3 separate regions of the Mus musculus genome follow, and regions 2 and 3 are each linked to region 1. The links are chromatin contacts, called in public Hi-C and promoter capture Hi-C maps. All regions are on one chromosome and are shown on one strand. Each heading gives the region's core, a stretch centred on a gene start, on an enhancer-like site or on the middle of the called end of the contact. The rest is flanking DNA. Distances are from core to core; before and after follow the strand shown.

Region 1 (5,093 bases), core at 1,394-3,893:
CTGGGGCATCATTGGCTGTAAGGTAGTCAGGTATTGCTTGAAGTTCTACGACAGCCAGGGGACCTCAACAGCACAAAGAGGTGGCTGTGGGCAAGGAGAGTGGGTAGACACTTTCCAGACAGACATGTAAGAAGGTGTTCGGATCAGGGCCTAGCTAGGGAAGGGTATACCAGTCAGGTAAGAGGTGGTCCAGGGAGCTTGGGAAGCCATCAGGGGGATGGATCTGGGTCTGAGTCCCAGTGCAGAGACCCACACAGCCCAGGACTGATCCAGGCTGTGCGGATGTTTCCAAGGCTCTGTCGGCTGTTCTGCCATCTGCTTTCACACCCAACAATGGATGAGCCCCAGGGGACTCAGAGGCAGCAAGGGCCTGGCAGCTGCACTGGAGAGAGAGCATCCTCCTTTCCTCCCACCCCCAGTGCTGTGTTCATTATGGTCCCCAGCCTGGAGGGCCCGAGCCTTTCCGTCCTGTCTACCTCAGCTTCCCAGAACACATCCCTCATTAGACTGCCCTCCCCCTGGCAGAGGTTCCCAGTGAGTCCTGGCACTGCGGCCTCCCAGGCTGCCAGGCTAATACACCAGCTGGCCAGGGTCACCACAGCACTCTAACACCCAGGAAGCCCAACACCACGGGTCCAATCAGGCTGGTGTCTCCTGAGGCCTGTAGATGGCCATTCCTCAGGTGCTTCTCATAGTTTGTGTTCTATGTACACATCCCTGGATCTGTGTTCAAATCCCCCCTATACTAAGTACACTGGTTGACCTGAATTGAGACTACCTTAATGGTTTAATTTTTTTTTTTTTTTGGTTTTTTTGAGACAGGGTTTCTCTGTATAGCCCTGGCTGTCCTGGAACTCACTTTGTAGACCAGGCTGGCCTCGAACTCAGAAATCCACCTGCCTCTGCCTCCCGAGTGCTGGGATTAAAGGCATGCGCCACCACACCCGGCCCTTAATGGTCTAATTTGTTTGTACACATGTGTTCATATGTGTGCAAGTGCGCATATGTGAATGAGTGTGTTTGAAGAAGTGGCAACCTCTGTCCAGGAACCAAGCTATTGCCCCCCCTCCCCGTGCCCCCAAAAGCCCTCATTGAGTCACCTCTTTAAAGGCTCTGTCTCCAAATAAGCCACTATCTATGGCATCAAGCTTGGGGCTTCAGAATTCAAATGGGGGAGGGGGGTACACTTCAGTCCGAGGTAGGCACTGCAGGATCCTGGTTCTCACTAGTGAGCTATAATTCACACAGGTGGCCCTCCTCAGGTTCTTTAGTATTTTGTGGACCGTGTGGCTGTGTCTTCCTGGATGGAACTCCTCTAGGACTAAGGTGGAGTCCAGTCCTCTTGGTATTAAACACTTACATATAAACACTGCATTAATTTCCAGGCGTGGTGGCTCATACCTTTAATCTCAGCTCTTGGGAGGCAGAGGGAGGTGGATCTTTAAGTTTGAGAGTCTATAGAGTGAGCTCCAGGACAATCAGGACTACCCAGAGAAACCCTGTCTCAAAATAATAATAATAATAATAGTAATAATAATAATTAATAATAATAATAGCCCCTGCTGCCCTTGCCCGACACAACCCCTCACCAGTAACAGAGGCAGCATCATCAGCAATGGCAAGAGGTTTCTGAAGAAGTTTCATGTCCACATTCCCCAAGCCTCATCCCGATAGCCGTGAAAGGAAAGAGCTGGGACAGCCATTGCTTCAACTAACAACTGAGCTAGGTCAGGTCCAGCTTGCTCCAGGGTGGGGCTAGGATTCTGCCTGGGCCTAACCAACACTCCAGGGCTGTCAGGGAGCCTACCATTGGGCTGGGCTTCCAGGAAGCAAGTGATTCATGGTTGTCCCTGCCCTGCAGATGGACACAGGGCACCGACAGGATCAGACCTGTACCTTAGCCCTCTGGTACCAGGCACAGGCAAGGTAGACTTGGCCAGCTCCACCCCAGTCTGCAACAGCAGGAGAGCTGAGGGGGAGGGCAGAAGGCTCTCCTGTCTTCTTGAAAGCTGACTCCGCTGTGAGGCTTAGCTCTGTCACACCACAGAGCCCTGCACTCTTGGACCAGTTAGCATCTCCGAGGAGACTCTTCCTTGGTCAGATGTGAACAGATGCTATCACGCAACCAATATCTGAGTAACACATTATGCACAGAGACCATTTTAGACACTGGAGACCCAGTAAGGGACAAGCCCACATGCCCATGGAATTTTCACAAAGATGGGTAGATATGCAATGAGTGCAGTGCTGAATTTTGCCCTGCTGTGTCTTGGGATGCTTTGGCTGGGGGAGACGGAGTCCAGGAAGACCTCCCTGAGGTGGATATGTTCAGCTTGTCCCATGTTAAGCTGCATCAAGAGCAGCAACTCCGGTTCCCTAGGCCTGTTTGGGAGGGTACAGTCAGGTGACTGATAAGAAGACGCCTTCTCCCGTCTCTCTGGTGGCTGTAGACCCACAACCATCCACACATGAAGCTTCCACTCCCCTGGAAGGTAACCCCTGTCCTCTCCATCCTAGCCTTCCTTTGCCTACTGGGACTAACCTGCAGGACTCTTGCTAGCCGCCAGGAGACCAAGACCTAAAAAGAGACGGATGCCCAAGGTCAAATCGCTCCTGGGCGCACACCAGCAGTTCCACGGCCTCCTATCGCCTGCCCAGGACCGCCCGGGCAACATTTCTGCGCTGCTGGGACTCCGCCCGTCCCTTTGCAGCCCTCCCTACCCCGTCGCTCGTGCAGACCCAGCAGGACCCAGGGGCAGCCAGAGCGACAGACTAGTGTCTTTCAGGGCACCCGGCCGCTCCGACCGCCCTCCCCACAGCCAGGTCCCTCAGTCCCCTCCTCTGACCCCTCCCTCCCGTTCCTTCCTAGGCCTTTTCTGCTCCTCATCCTAGGCTCCCTAGACTCCTCTGTTTCTGATTCTTCTCTGGCCCCAAGTCTAGCTTCTCCTGTCCTCACCCTGGTCGCCTCCTCCCGGGTCCCCGCCACCCTCTCTGCGTACCGGGTGACGCAGCGCCGCCTCCCGCTCCCGCCTCCCCGCGTCACCGCCGGGCAGACTGCAGGGGCCGCTAACGGTCCCGCGCCCCCCCCGGTGTCCGCGCGCCCCGCGCCCGGCGGACGAGGCCGCGCCGGCGGCGATGGGGGCAATGGGGGCGGCGGAGCCGCTGCACTCCGTGCTGTGGGTGAAACGGCGACGCTGTGCCGTCAGCCTGGAGCCCGCGCGGGCTCTGCTACGCTGGTGGCGGAGCCCGGAGCCCGGGCCCTCCGCGCCGGGTGCCGGTAAGTGTGGCCATCCCGGGCTGGTGGGGCCGGCGCTGCATCCACCCCGGCCTGCGTAGCCCGAGCGCTCCGGGCAGGCTGGGATGGGGCGGAACTCGGAGGGAGGAGACCTGGGGCACGGGGAGAGGCGCCCGGGATACCGAGGCGCGGGGAATCCGAGACGCAGAGCCCGGGTGCCGGGCGGTCTAAGTACTCCGCGGCCTCTGGCGGGGAACCGTCTGGGTGCTGAGAGCCCAGATACTCCTGGAACTGGGATGACAAAGCCTCTGGAGGTGCTGGAGGGGGAGGGGAAGAGCGGACGTCCACAGCCCCCCACCCCCCATCCCGGAGCATCCGCGGGACCCTGGGGGAGGTCTGTTGCTGGTGCTGCCGTCGGGATGGCGCTGGCACACCTGGACAGGACTGGTTTCTGGTCATATTCTTCGTCCAATACAGTGAACCCAAGTACATACACATGTTTCTCTATGGGAGAAGCCCAGAGGGGCCCTGGCAGGGACTTCCTGCGATTAGGCAGTTGAGCAAGGGCCTTTGACTTTCCGATGGAGTGTACACCCTGCTCAGCCGCCCTCAGGGTTGAAAGAGGAGTAGCTTAGGCCAGCATGGGGAAAAAACGCAACCCACCCGCAGTGACTGGGAATGGTGCAAGGACACTAGAGCCACTCTCCCCGGTGCTTTGCTGCAGGTTGTCTGGTGGCCGACGGATTGGCGGAGATTTTAAAGATGTCATTCAGTCCTCCTTAAAAGGAGGATTACAGAAGATTGTATGTGGACATCTGGGCTGGGGGGCCTTGTAGACGACCTTGTAGACGAATTCAGTTTCATAAATTCCTTGCTCCATTTTGTTGTGTTTGTTTGTTTGTTTTGAGACTGTTTTCCTATGTGGCTCAGCCTCAGACTAGTATTACAGATGTGTGCCACCAAGCCCAACTTGTTATTCTCTCTCTCTCTCTCTCTCTCTCTCTCTCTCTCTCTCTCTCTCTCTCTCCTGGGAATGATAGAATCCAGGGCTTGTGGCTTGCTAAGCACAGTCTTTACCACCAAACAGCAAACATCCCCTGCAAGTTTCCCTTGAGAGCCTGCTAGGGGATGGACCTGGGGATTCTAGCCTAGTGGCTGATGGAGTGGGGCCTTTTCCACTTAAGGAGGCACAGAGGGATGCGTGGGGATAAGTGCATCTAATGGGCTTGGATCCCAATTTGAACCTCCGAGGGTAGGGCATCAAGCTTGAGTCCCAAAGGGGTGGTCACTCACCAGTGCAGACCTCACTTTATAAGGGTGGTGCTTGCCCAGGGAAACCTGGAAGGGCTGAGTGTTGATGGCGAACTGATAAGGAACCTCGAGAATCCAGTGTCAGGGTCACGGTTGGTGGGGAAGAGCTGGGGGATAGGGTCCAGGACTCCCTCAGTCTGGCAGGCTGAAGTGGGCATTGGTCTTTATAGTGGGTATCAAAGGAAGCCCCTGGATGGTTGTTTCCAGCTGAATATTTATTTATTTATTTATTTATTTATTTATTTATTTATTTATTTATTACAAAGACCTGGTGATCTCTTCAGGGAGGATAGAGAGGAGAGACAGAGCAGAGTTGAAGGAAGGCAGTTGACCCAGTCTAGGTGGGGACGATGGAGGTAGGCAAGGTTGGGTGACTGTCACCCTGAGCAGGCACCTGTGGGAATGGCGGGAGTCAGGACTCCCTGGAGGACACCCTGAATTTCTGTTGCCCTTCATTCGCTCATTCATTCCCTCGCTCATTCTACCCAGAATGGCTGTGTGGGTAGTTGGGGCCGTACGTACTCTGGTATTGTGCTGAGGCTCTGCA
Region 2 (5,093 bases), core at 1,125-3,624, 2.6 Mb before region 1:
CAGCACTGTGCTTTCTTTCAACATAAGAGTCTGCATACCTGCCTAAAAGACATGAGGCTTTCGGTTTCTATGACAAACACCATGACCAAAAAGTAACTTAGGGAAGAAAGGGTTTATTTCATCTTAACACTTCCAGGTAAGAGTCTACCATCGAGGAAGGGCAGGGCAAGAACTTGGAGGCAAGAACTGAAGCACAAGTCATGGAGGAACACTGCTTACTGGCTTGCTTTTTTTATATCATTAAGGATCAACTGCCTAGGGGTGGCATAATAGCCCCTTGGCTGGACTTGCCTACATTGATCATTAATAAAAAATAAACAAAATAAAAAATAAATAACAGAGCCGGGCGTGGTGGCGCACGCCTTTAATCCCAGCACTCGGGAGGCAGAGGCAGGCGGATTTCTGAGTTCGAGGCCAGCCTTGTCTACATAGTGAGTTCCAGGACACAAAGAACTACATACAGAGAAACCCTGTCTCAAAAACAAACAAAGAAACAAAAGATTTCCTCTTCACAGGAGCTGGAGAAATGGCTCAGAGGTTCAGAGCACTGACTGCTCTTACAGAAGACAGGGGTTCAATTCCCAGCACCCACATGACAGCTTACAATTGTCTGTAACTTCAATCTCTGATATCCCCACACAGACACAAATGCAGGCAAAATACCAACACACATAAAATATATTATTTAGAAAAAAAAAATCCCTCTTCTGGGGCTACAGAGATGGCCCCACAGTTAAGAGCACTGGCGCTCTTTCAAAGTACTTGGGTTCAACTCCCAGCACCCACATAGCAGCTCACAGCTATCTATAATTTCAGTTCCAGGAGGATCTGACATCCTCACACAGACAGACATGCAAGCAGAACACCAAAGCACACCCAATTAGTAAATAATTTTCAAAAATTATTTTGAAGAAGAAAAACGGAGTCCCTCTTCTGGGGCTAGAGAGATGGCTCCTCTTGAGATGATTAAGAACAGTTCCAGAGGGCCTGGGTTCAATTCCATTCAGTCACAGGCAGCTTACAACCGAAACTGTAACTCTAGTTATAGGGGATTCAACATTCCCTCAGAGACATACTTGTAGGTGAAACACCAATGAACATTAAAAATAAGAGATTAAAAAAAGTTCCCTCTTCCAAAATATGTCTAGGTTTGTGTAAATTGATGAAAACCTATCAGCACACTGAGACTTTGAAACTTCCTAAAGATTCAAAAAAATTTTTAACTAGATCTTCTCATGAAAATAAAAGCCACACAAAAAGTCTATATAAAAATTTATATAGAAAAAAGTTTATATAGATTACAGAAAGCATGCACCAATGTCTTCATGCACAAGCCACTCCCTCAGGGTGTAGAGCCAAACTTGTAGCTTCTCAATTCTGCTTAGCATGGAATTAATTCGTGCCTTGCAACTACGTTTATTCAGAGTACTAAAAAAAAAAAAAAAAAAAAAAAAACTCAAAACTAAAATTTCCCTGGTCTTATTAATTTTTATCACCACGATATAAAGGGGAAAATTTCTTTCTTCCTACCAAGTCACAAGAATGTACTTGCCTTGGCTGACTGGCTTTACGAAGCCAGAAGGCACAAGTGTCCTTTTAAAAACTACACTTAATCTTATCCTAATTAACTTCAAAAACAAATGACTTCCCTTTTTACAAACGCCAGAACCGCGACAGCCGCTCCTCCTGAGGCTCGGCGCTGCAGGGACTTGAAAAGACGCGCTGGAGCCTCGTGAGAACCTCCAGACGGAGAGCGAGGACCCGCAGCCATCCCGGGCAGAAGCGAGTGGGTCGCACCAAAAAGGACAAAAGGAACAAAAAATGACGGCAGGTACTGCGACCGTGAAGACGCTACGGAGCCAAAGCGTTGAGTTAAGTTTCGTTAAGCCTCCGCGGTCAGACCCAGACGCACACGCTTCAAGCTAGGCAGGCACCAAGAAGCGTGACACCGACCCGTGTCACCGCCGTGCCGCCTGCCTGCGCCCCTTCCTGGACACGCGCGCCCACCGGCACCGGCTTGGGGGACGCCACGACGTGGCGGGAGCCCGGCACCTGACGAAAGGTCCCACGGGGCGTCCCGCGGTCGCTCCCCTCCGCGGCCTGGGCCCGCCCGCGGCGCGAGGCGCAGCTGTCAGAGGCCGGGCCGGGCTGGGCCGGGCCGGGCGCAGTCTCGGGACACAGCCTCCACCCGGCCCGCCGCGCACGGACAATGGCGCGGTTCCCCAACCCCTGCGCGGCGCCGGCCGTCGAAGACGCCACTGGAGCGTCCCGCGCGCACTCACCTGAGGCGCCGGCTCCGCGCTGCGCTGCGCGGGCCCGCGGGCTGCGAACAGCGCGACGGGCGCGCCCATTCATTAGCCGCTTTGTCTGCCCCCGCCGCCCCTCCCGCCGCCCCAGCCCCGCCGCCCGCGACGCCGCCGGACGCTGCGCCCCTCCCAGGGCCCCGCGCGGGTCGGGGGCGGGGCCCGGGGCGGGGCTGTCGTGCGCAAGCGCAGTCCGTGCGCACCTGCCCCGCCTTGGGGGGGGATGCCTAGAGTACGGCTGGATGGGCCCCGGCTAGGCAAACGGGGCGGAGCTACGAAGACTACGCAGGCGCAGTTTCCCCTCGCCCCATCTCCGGAGGTCAGGTTACTCCGGCGCAGTCTCACACACACGAGGTCTGGTCGCTGGCCTCCTCCGTCAAACTACGCAAGCGCGGTCTGGCGCACCTGCCCTGTCGGGCGTTCGGTCCGAAGACTACGCAGGCGCAGTCGCCACGGCGGTTGGTTGGAATTGCTGCGCGTTTGAGAAGCGCGCGTTCTCAGTGGTTTCTTCTTAGGGCTTGGCCGTTAGGGTGGTCCTGCGCTCTCAACGGCTGGCCGCGGAGCTTCCGGGCTTGTGGTCAAGGCGGGCGCCTTCTCCGGGGGCGTTGCGCGCAACCACTTTCAGTAGCCCTTGGGTGGAGGCTAGACACAGCAGGTGCTAGCTGCTCAGGGCCTGGGGCCATGTTTGGGTAAAAGAAATAAGGAGCTGAACATTGAACGCCCCAGTTCAGATGCCTGTGCGGACCATGTAATTTCTGCAGGTGGAATTTATCCCAGAGGTCCTTCTCTGATGACACTTTAGACCACAGCTTGTTCTCTTATGCGGGAGTTCTGTCCTACGCCCATCTCCTGTTCTGCGTGTTTAGGAGTTTCCTTCTGTGATTGAGGTGGTGGTGGTGCGGTCGGGGGAGGCGTCGAGTGCTGATGTCACACCTTGCTTACCCTGATTCACCATCACTGGTCAATGGACATGGTTTGGGATTCTGTGTCTTTAAGTTCAAGGGAAGGTGGTTGGGCTGCCAGTGCACTGCTGGTGGAAGTCATCATTGGTGTGGAACCCTGAGCCTGGCTTCTGTCTTCTTCGCCTTCCATTCAGGGAAGCTGATGTTTGTGGTGGAGGTGGTGGCTCCATATGAGACTCAATGGGGAACAGCAGAAAGACCTGGGTGGAGGTCCTCAGCTAGCAGGTTCCCGTAGGGTACAGAAGTTTTTTCCCAGTAACCTTCCTCTCCTTGTTATGCCCCTCGTACCCTACACCCCAGAGGAAAGAGAACATCTGCCTTCATGAAGGATTTCCGAAGCCCCAGGAGAACTGTTGAGACATGGGTTCTTGAGCTATAGAGCTAAGGGGTAGCGCCTAGAACAAGTAAAGTAGCTAGGAGAGAGTTTGAGCTTTAGCTTAGGATGTCTCAGCCCAGCCGGAAAGTCTTGACGAGCTTCCATTTGTTTATACAGAAGCACCTGCACAAACTCTTCACCTGGAGATGGCCCCTCTGTGCTCCTAGCCCTGCACAGGCTGTGCAGGGGAAGAAGGAAAACGGGAAGTAGAAGACAATGAGGGTGCTTGCCTGGAGCGCACGGAGCAGGCTTACCCTTCTGGAACTTGAATAGTGTCAAGATGTCGAGGGGTTTTGGAGGGTTAGGAAACTGCGTGTCCACAGAGACCGTGTAAAAGGCAACCGCCACCTTAGACAAAAGATGGTAACACTTGAAATTCTACCTGGCTCTTATTTGCTATGTTAGAATGAGGCAGTAGGTCTAGCAATGGAGAGGTGGATGCTACAGGCAGAGCATCAGCCCTTCCAGAGGGACTGTCCCTGAGAACGGGGAGATCAGGCAGTCCATCTGTACTCATACCCGATTTCCAAGAAGACAGGAAACCTCAGGACAAGGGTTTGCCTACTATATGATCCAGGGCAGAAATCTAGTCCCTTGTTTCTAGGTACGAAGGAGCCCCTCCCCCCAAAGGTAACCAGGCAGAAGGCACAAAGGTCTTCACAGTCTGCTCCAGAATGACCAGTCCTTAGCCAGGCGTGGTGGCGCACGCCTTTAATCCCAGCACTCGGGAGGCAGAGGCAGGCGGATTTCTGAGTTCAAGACCAGCCTGGTCTACAGAATGAGTTCCAGGACAGCCAGGGCTACACAGAGAAACCCTGTCTCAAAAAACAAAAACAAAAACAAAACAAAAACCCAGAATGGCCAGTCCTGAGCCCTGGGATCTTGGAGCTACACCGGTGGTCACTAAGCAGTCTGAGTATATCAAAGTAGCTAAAGTAGCTTTTGGGTGTTACACAGGTACTGTTTTGTTTTGTTTTACATTTTTTCGAGACAGGGTTTCTCTGTATAGCTCTGGCTATCCTGTAGACCAGGCTGCCCTCGAACTCAGAAATCATGGTTAGTTTAACAGGTGGGTGCAGGCACCAATCAAAGGGTGTGCATTGAGTTATGGCCTGGATACTGACCTATCTTGGATAGGGGGTTCTAGCTCACTCACTCCCAGACCCAGTCCTGCTGAGATTCAGTGAGGCCTCCATTTACTATCTGAGAAATGAAGCAGCTCCTTGACTGTACCTAACCCTGTTCAGATGGGCAAGCAGAGATGGGCAGCCATGCAGATGATCAAGCCATGTAAACGGCCAGTTTTTCTAAATGTAGGGGTGAAAAGCCCAGATAACAGGAAGGCGTGCAGGTATTCCCCCTGGAGAGGGTCTTGGGCTAGGTGTTTCCTGGTTCTTGGCCCCTCCTTCAAGAGTGAAATGAGCCTGGAGACCTCGCTCAGAGGTTCTGAGT
Region 3 (5,093 bases), core at 1,698-4,197, 2.1 Mb before region 1:
CAAGAGGGGGAGGGCCTCTGCCCTGCAGTTGTTTAGTACTATAGTACTGGGGAGAGTCTTTGGTTATCTGGCATGTTTCAGCTCTCCTCGCCTTATGAGGTCTGTTTACTTCTTGAGTCTCAAAGCGTTTCTCTCCTTCCAGGAGGGAAAGCTTCAATTCAAAGGGAATTGCTGCATATGAGCCCATACTCCAGGCCTTCAGTGAAGGGCAGAGATGCTATTAAATGTTTTAGTCACATGTGCTACAGTGACCACAGGAGCTGCCCGCAGGAGGCAGCTTGCACAGAGGTACTCCTTACAGACAGTGAGAATGGGCCACCCTCCTGGAGCTTTTGTGTGGCGACCCCATGGCTTCTGGAAATGACTTCCCACAGTACTCAGTGCCCAGTCTCTTTAGAGACTCCTCCATGTTATGTCTCCCGGGCTCTAAAATCTTTCCTATATTTCTCGGTCATCACCTCTTTGTCTAGAAGCTTCCACCCGGCTCCCACAGATTTTTTTTTCTAAGGTTCCATTTTTACTGTCTGTAAACAAGCCCAGCTCGGTCCGATTCCCCAAATACCCCTGACCGTTCCCATCCCAGCAACTCTGAGACTCTTACCATCTCTGGGCTTCTAGAAGCCAGGACAAAGGACATTTGGTGGCCGCACCTCTCTCATGGACATGTGAGTGACACCTGTCTGACCCTCATCCTCAACCTCTTTCTGATAGTGTCCTCCATGGCTATCCAACAGTGATGTTTGATGGTCGTGTGACAGTGGAGAACGAATGGAGTCGCTGATGCTTCCCATTCTATCCACTTGCTGCTGTGAGCCATGACTTCTCTTCCTAGAGTTCCCTGCACTGCCACTCCCAAGTCCACTCTCTCCTCCCTCACCTCCACCACTTTGGGTGTTTTTATATACCGTACCCCCATGCTGCCACCCTTGGCCCATCCACATCTGTGTGGGTGCTTGCTCTTCAGTCTGTCTCTGAAAGCTGAGTGGGTGCTCTTACCCCACAGTGTGGGCCTTGGTCTACAGTCTACACATGTGTCTCAAAAATACTCTGAATATACCACAGTCCTTGCAGAGCTATAGCTCTGAGCACCAGTCCACATGAAAGCTCCCCAGAACACCCTAAGCTTCAATTTATCTGCTCATGGCAGGAACCTGTCAGTACTCCTGAGGATAAGGCTGTGGCTTGGCCCACTAGGCTGTGTGAGTAGGCATGGCTCTCTATGTCGGAACCTTCCTGCACCATTGTCTCTATTTCAGAACTGGATTCTCTCATTAACTTTGTTGCTAACCACTTATCAGATTAAAACCACACCTTCCGTGACTTACACCAGTCTCTCAGCATGAGTATCTTCCATCTTCACTGGTGGAGGAGATCAAGGAGGAATGGGTTGGAGGGAAGGCTATAGTTTATAGGCGGTCCTTCTGGAACTTGTGAAAAGCCTGTAGGTGGGCCCCTTGGTCTTGTATTCAAATCATATATCCAATGGCAGCTACGTGTTCCCATCTTCTTACTATCACACACCCTGTCCTTTCTTTGTCCCTTCTCATCCCTTTAACCATGGTGGATCTTATTTTCTACTAAGACCCAAGCATGTCTGTTTAGGCTCTGAAACTGAAATCAGATCCTTCACAGGTTCCTTTAACATCTTCACTGAGATCTCTCTTCTTTTGTCCATCCATCCATCCATCCATCCATCCATCCATCCATCCATCCACCAATGCTCACTGAACAAGAGTAAACTTGATGGTAGACAGTGTAAATCACGTCTATCTGAGGGGCTCAGAGACCTCAGGGACTATATCTTGGTCTCTATTTCCAGTTTTGTATAAAGAAGTTGCAAGCAGGTATGATAGATGCATTAATGAAGACACGAATGGCCAGGCAGGGCAAGCTTAGCTCTCCTGGAATTAAGCCTGAGAAGCAGGACATGATCTTCTTATGGATGGCCTCTCCTGCTAAGAGGTACAAGTACCAAGGGTGATCTGAGCCTGGGTGGGATAAAGCAGGGACAGGCATACAAGCTGCCTTCTGTGGTGGTATTTATGTAGTTCTGGGCGGTAGAGGAGAGAGAGAGACCAGCACAGATATAGCCCAGGAGATCTGAGTGCCTGGAGATGAATAAGGAGTTCTCTGTGGATGATGTCATAGACTACAGAGTGAGAATTTCCCTTTGACTTGTTAGGGGAACAGTTCTGGACCTGGCAAGGGCTTGTTATGGTGACAAGAGGCAGGGGAGGCAAGGTACAGATGTAGAAGGCAGACTGCAGGAAAGGGGTGAAGTAAAGGCGAGATTCAAGCGACTGTTCTAAAAGATCTCATCTTTATGATACTGAAGCCATGTCCTGGAGGAGCAAGCTTGAGGTAGGTAGCTATGGACTTGGGTTGACCTGGAAACTGTGGATTCCATAGGTTTACTGGTCACCTTTCACTGGCTGCTCTCTGTTGTGGCCACACTCAGAGGGCAAAGCCAGCCCTCAGTTCCCACCGGCAGGGGAGGCAGTTGACTAGTGCCGGATCATCTCCTGGCTCCGGCAGACCCTGCCTCCTCGCTGCTGAGTCACACACAATTAAGCTCTGTGAAGACCTCAGCAGCCTTTATGGACAGTTTAATTATTTGCCGTGTGCACTGCACTTTCGAGCATTTGATTTACTGGGCGGACTGCTCACAGAGTGAGCAAATTGACAAGGGCTGCAAACGGTTTTCCTGGTGGAGCCCACCGTTCCCATGGTTTGCCCAATAATGGAAGATTAATTAAGTAAGACTGCTCCTAATGAGAGCCTCCTACCTGCAGGTTCCTTCCTGGAGCCAGAAAGCACAGAAGGGAGCAGTCTCGTCCTTGCCAGCACCCTGCCAGGAGCGTCTGCCATGGGTGCCAAGGCAGGGCATAGCTTCATGTGGGAGCCAGTAACAGTTGCTACGTTTCAGGGTCTCCATTATTTCTAGAGTGTTCTGAGTTAAACTCACAGCTTGTTCCTGGCATACAGCACACAGTTTCTTGTTATGAAGTTCCATTTAGATTATCTGACATGTAGGGAAGTCTCTCTCTCTCTCATTCTCTCTCTCTCTCTCTCTCTCTCTCTCTCTCTCTCTCTCTCTCTCTCACACACACACACACACACACATGCTCTCTCTCTTAAACATGCATTCAGAAAATGAGAGAGAGAGAGAGAGAGAGAGAGAGAGAGAGAGAGAGAGAGAGAGAGATATGTCAGGCAATAGAGAGGAGAACAGAGAAAAATTAAAATCACAAACCTCCCGCAGGGAGAAAGACAAACACACAGACACAGAAATTATATGTCTTATGTAAATATATAGAAATGTTTGCGTATATAGAGATTATGTGTTTATAGATGACAATGAAGTTATCTTTCTATATATACAGAGCATCAGTACCAGAACATAAGTGTTCAAGCCTTGTGTATAAATGTCAAGGTGTTTGTATGTAACCTCTGGATCACCCCCTGAATATTCAAACCATCTCTAGATTGTTTTAATGTCCTGTAAGATGCATTAGGCATTGATGCTGCACTGCATCTTTTAAGGAGTAATTAAAGAATATACATGTACCCATGATTGGTACAGGTGGGATATTTTCCAAGTGTTTTGGGGCCTTGGTCTGTTGAATCTGCTGATAAGCAGTGACAGATACAGGCCACGGTGTGAAATGCATTAGGCATAATCACACACTCTGAAAGATCCTTGGGCTATTCTTTCTCAAATCTGTGACTATGCAGCTTACATGGCAATAAGGAACTTAGGTTGGGATAGAACTGCAGTTACTAATTAGTTATCCAGTTTCCATCAACACCGGGGGCTTTAAAAATAGAAGAGGGAGACAGAGCAATGAACAGAAGACTTGGTCCGTAGCTGGTTTCTTCTGAAAGGAGGCAGACATCAGGAAGATGCCGCATGTCTGTGGGCTGGAGAGGATGGGAATGAGTCTCCCTGGAGCCCTGGAGGACACAGTACTGTCCACATCACGATTCAAACTTGACCAGACCCACCTTGGACTTCTGACCTGCAGAATTCCAGCTACGAGGCAGCAGCTTTGTGTTGTTTTGGAGCCCTGGGGCTTGTGGCTCTCTGTTCTAGCAGCAGGAGATGAGCCCAGACACTCTGCCTTTGAAATGTCCACTGTCCCCCTTTAAAGCAGCCACCCCGCTCGCTCTCTGTCTGTGAAAGAATATGATTCCACATCCATGTTCTGGAAAAGCCAGTTGCTGGAGCTGTCTGTCCTTTGAAGTCTGGTAGATTTCCATTTTATTGTAGTCTTTCCCAGAGTGTTTGAAGAGGGGAGTCCTTGGTTATAATTTAAATTTCTCCAGTCAGTAGTAGTTCTTTCAAGTTCCCTATCCATTTTACAGCTAGTCTTTGCATTGGCTCTCTTTTTTAAAAACCCACTTAATCTAGGCTTGCAAATGCACTCACAGAGTTGAAATATGTTTAAGGTTTTATCTCTGCTATGTCTTCAACTCCATGTGTATATGTCTCTATATACCCATATATGTGCGTATGTCATTCGAATAAAATGATTATGTATCCTTCAGTCCAGTAAGGAAAAAATACAACTAGATGCTGTGGAAGTAGCTCAGTCAGTAAAGTGCTTATTTTGCAGAGACACAAGGGTTTGACTTTCATTTTCCTAAACTCACTCTCTCTCTTTCTCCCTCTCCCCCCTCTCTCAGTGTGTGTGTGTGTGTGTGTGTGTGTGTGTGTGTGTGTGTGTGTGTGTGTGTTTTGGAGGTGGCGAATTTGGGTACAGTGTGCTCACCTGTAATCCCAGTACTAAAGAAACAGAGACAGGGAATCACTGGGACTTTCTGGCTAAACAGTCTAGGAGAATAGGTATGCTCCATGTTCAAAAAAAGATAAAGTTAAGAGGAATCGAGAGTGGAACATCAACATGTGTTTTCACACACACGGGTGTGTACCTGAATGTGTGCACATGTGTGCCTCATACATATACATTAAAATGTTTTAAAGAAAAAAATAACAACCTATGTAATCAAATAATGAGCATGGGACACAATCAGGTGGTTTGACTATAATTGTAAAACACTATGGACCCCATAAGACAGAACACACTAACAAA

The links. Promoter capture Hi-C pulls out the DNA fragments that hold promoters and counts their contacts. Hi-C and Micro-C count contacts between places; a contact is called where the count stands out from the background.
Region 2: a Hi-C map of B cells shows a contact between it and region 1, with 5 read pairs. The contact joins the promoter of Zbed4 here to the promoter of Cerk in region 1. A contact is called at or near these places in 1 of 39 promoter capture datasets (pre-B cells), 1 of 484 Hi-C or Micro-C datasets (B cells) and 1 of 115 datasets of contacts at active chromatin or transcription factors (large pre-B cells).
Region 3: a contact with region 1 is called in a promoter capture Hi-C map of hippocampal neurons, with 5 times the contacts expected there. The contact joins the promoter of B230214G05Rik here to the promoter of Cerk in region 1. A contact is called at or near these places in 1 of 39 promoter capture datasets (hippocampal neurons) and 1 of 115 datasets of contacts at active chromatin or transcription factors (astrocytes).

What each region holds. Positions count from the first base shown.
Region 1 is chr15:86,183,691-86,188,783 of GRCm38.p6, reverse strand. It overlaps Cerk (ceramide kinase), which reads left to right and starts at 2,643. Exons shown (of 13, transcript NM_145475.4): 1 at 2,643-3,277. The coding sequence starts at 3,136. Gm15569 (predicted gene 15569) reads right to left here and starts at 3,056. Exons shown (of 3, transcript NR_155352.1): 1 at 3,000-3,056; 2 at 2,543-2,578; 3 at 1,588-2,132.
Region 2 is chr15:88,748,992-88,754,084 of GRCm38.p6, reverse strand. Zbed4 (zinc finger, BED type containing 4) reads right to left here and starts at 2,374. Exons shown (of 3, transcript NM_181412.3): 1 at 2,283-2,374.
Region 3 is chr15:88,312,728-88,317,820 of GRCm38.p6, reverse strand. B230214G05Rik (RIKEN cDNA B230214G05 gene) reads right to left here and starts at 2,947. Exons shown (of 3, transcript NR_045281.2): 1 at 2,787-2,947. It overlaps 4930445N06Rik (a long non-coding RNA gene), which reads left to right and starts at 646. Exons shown (of 7, transcript XR_875554.1): 1 at 646-665.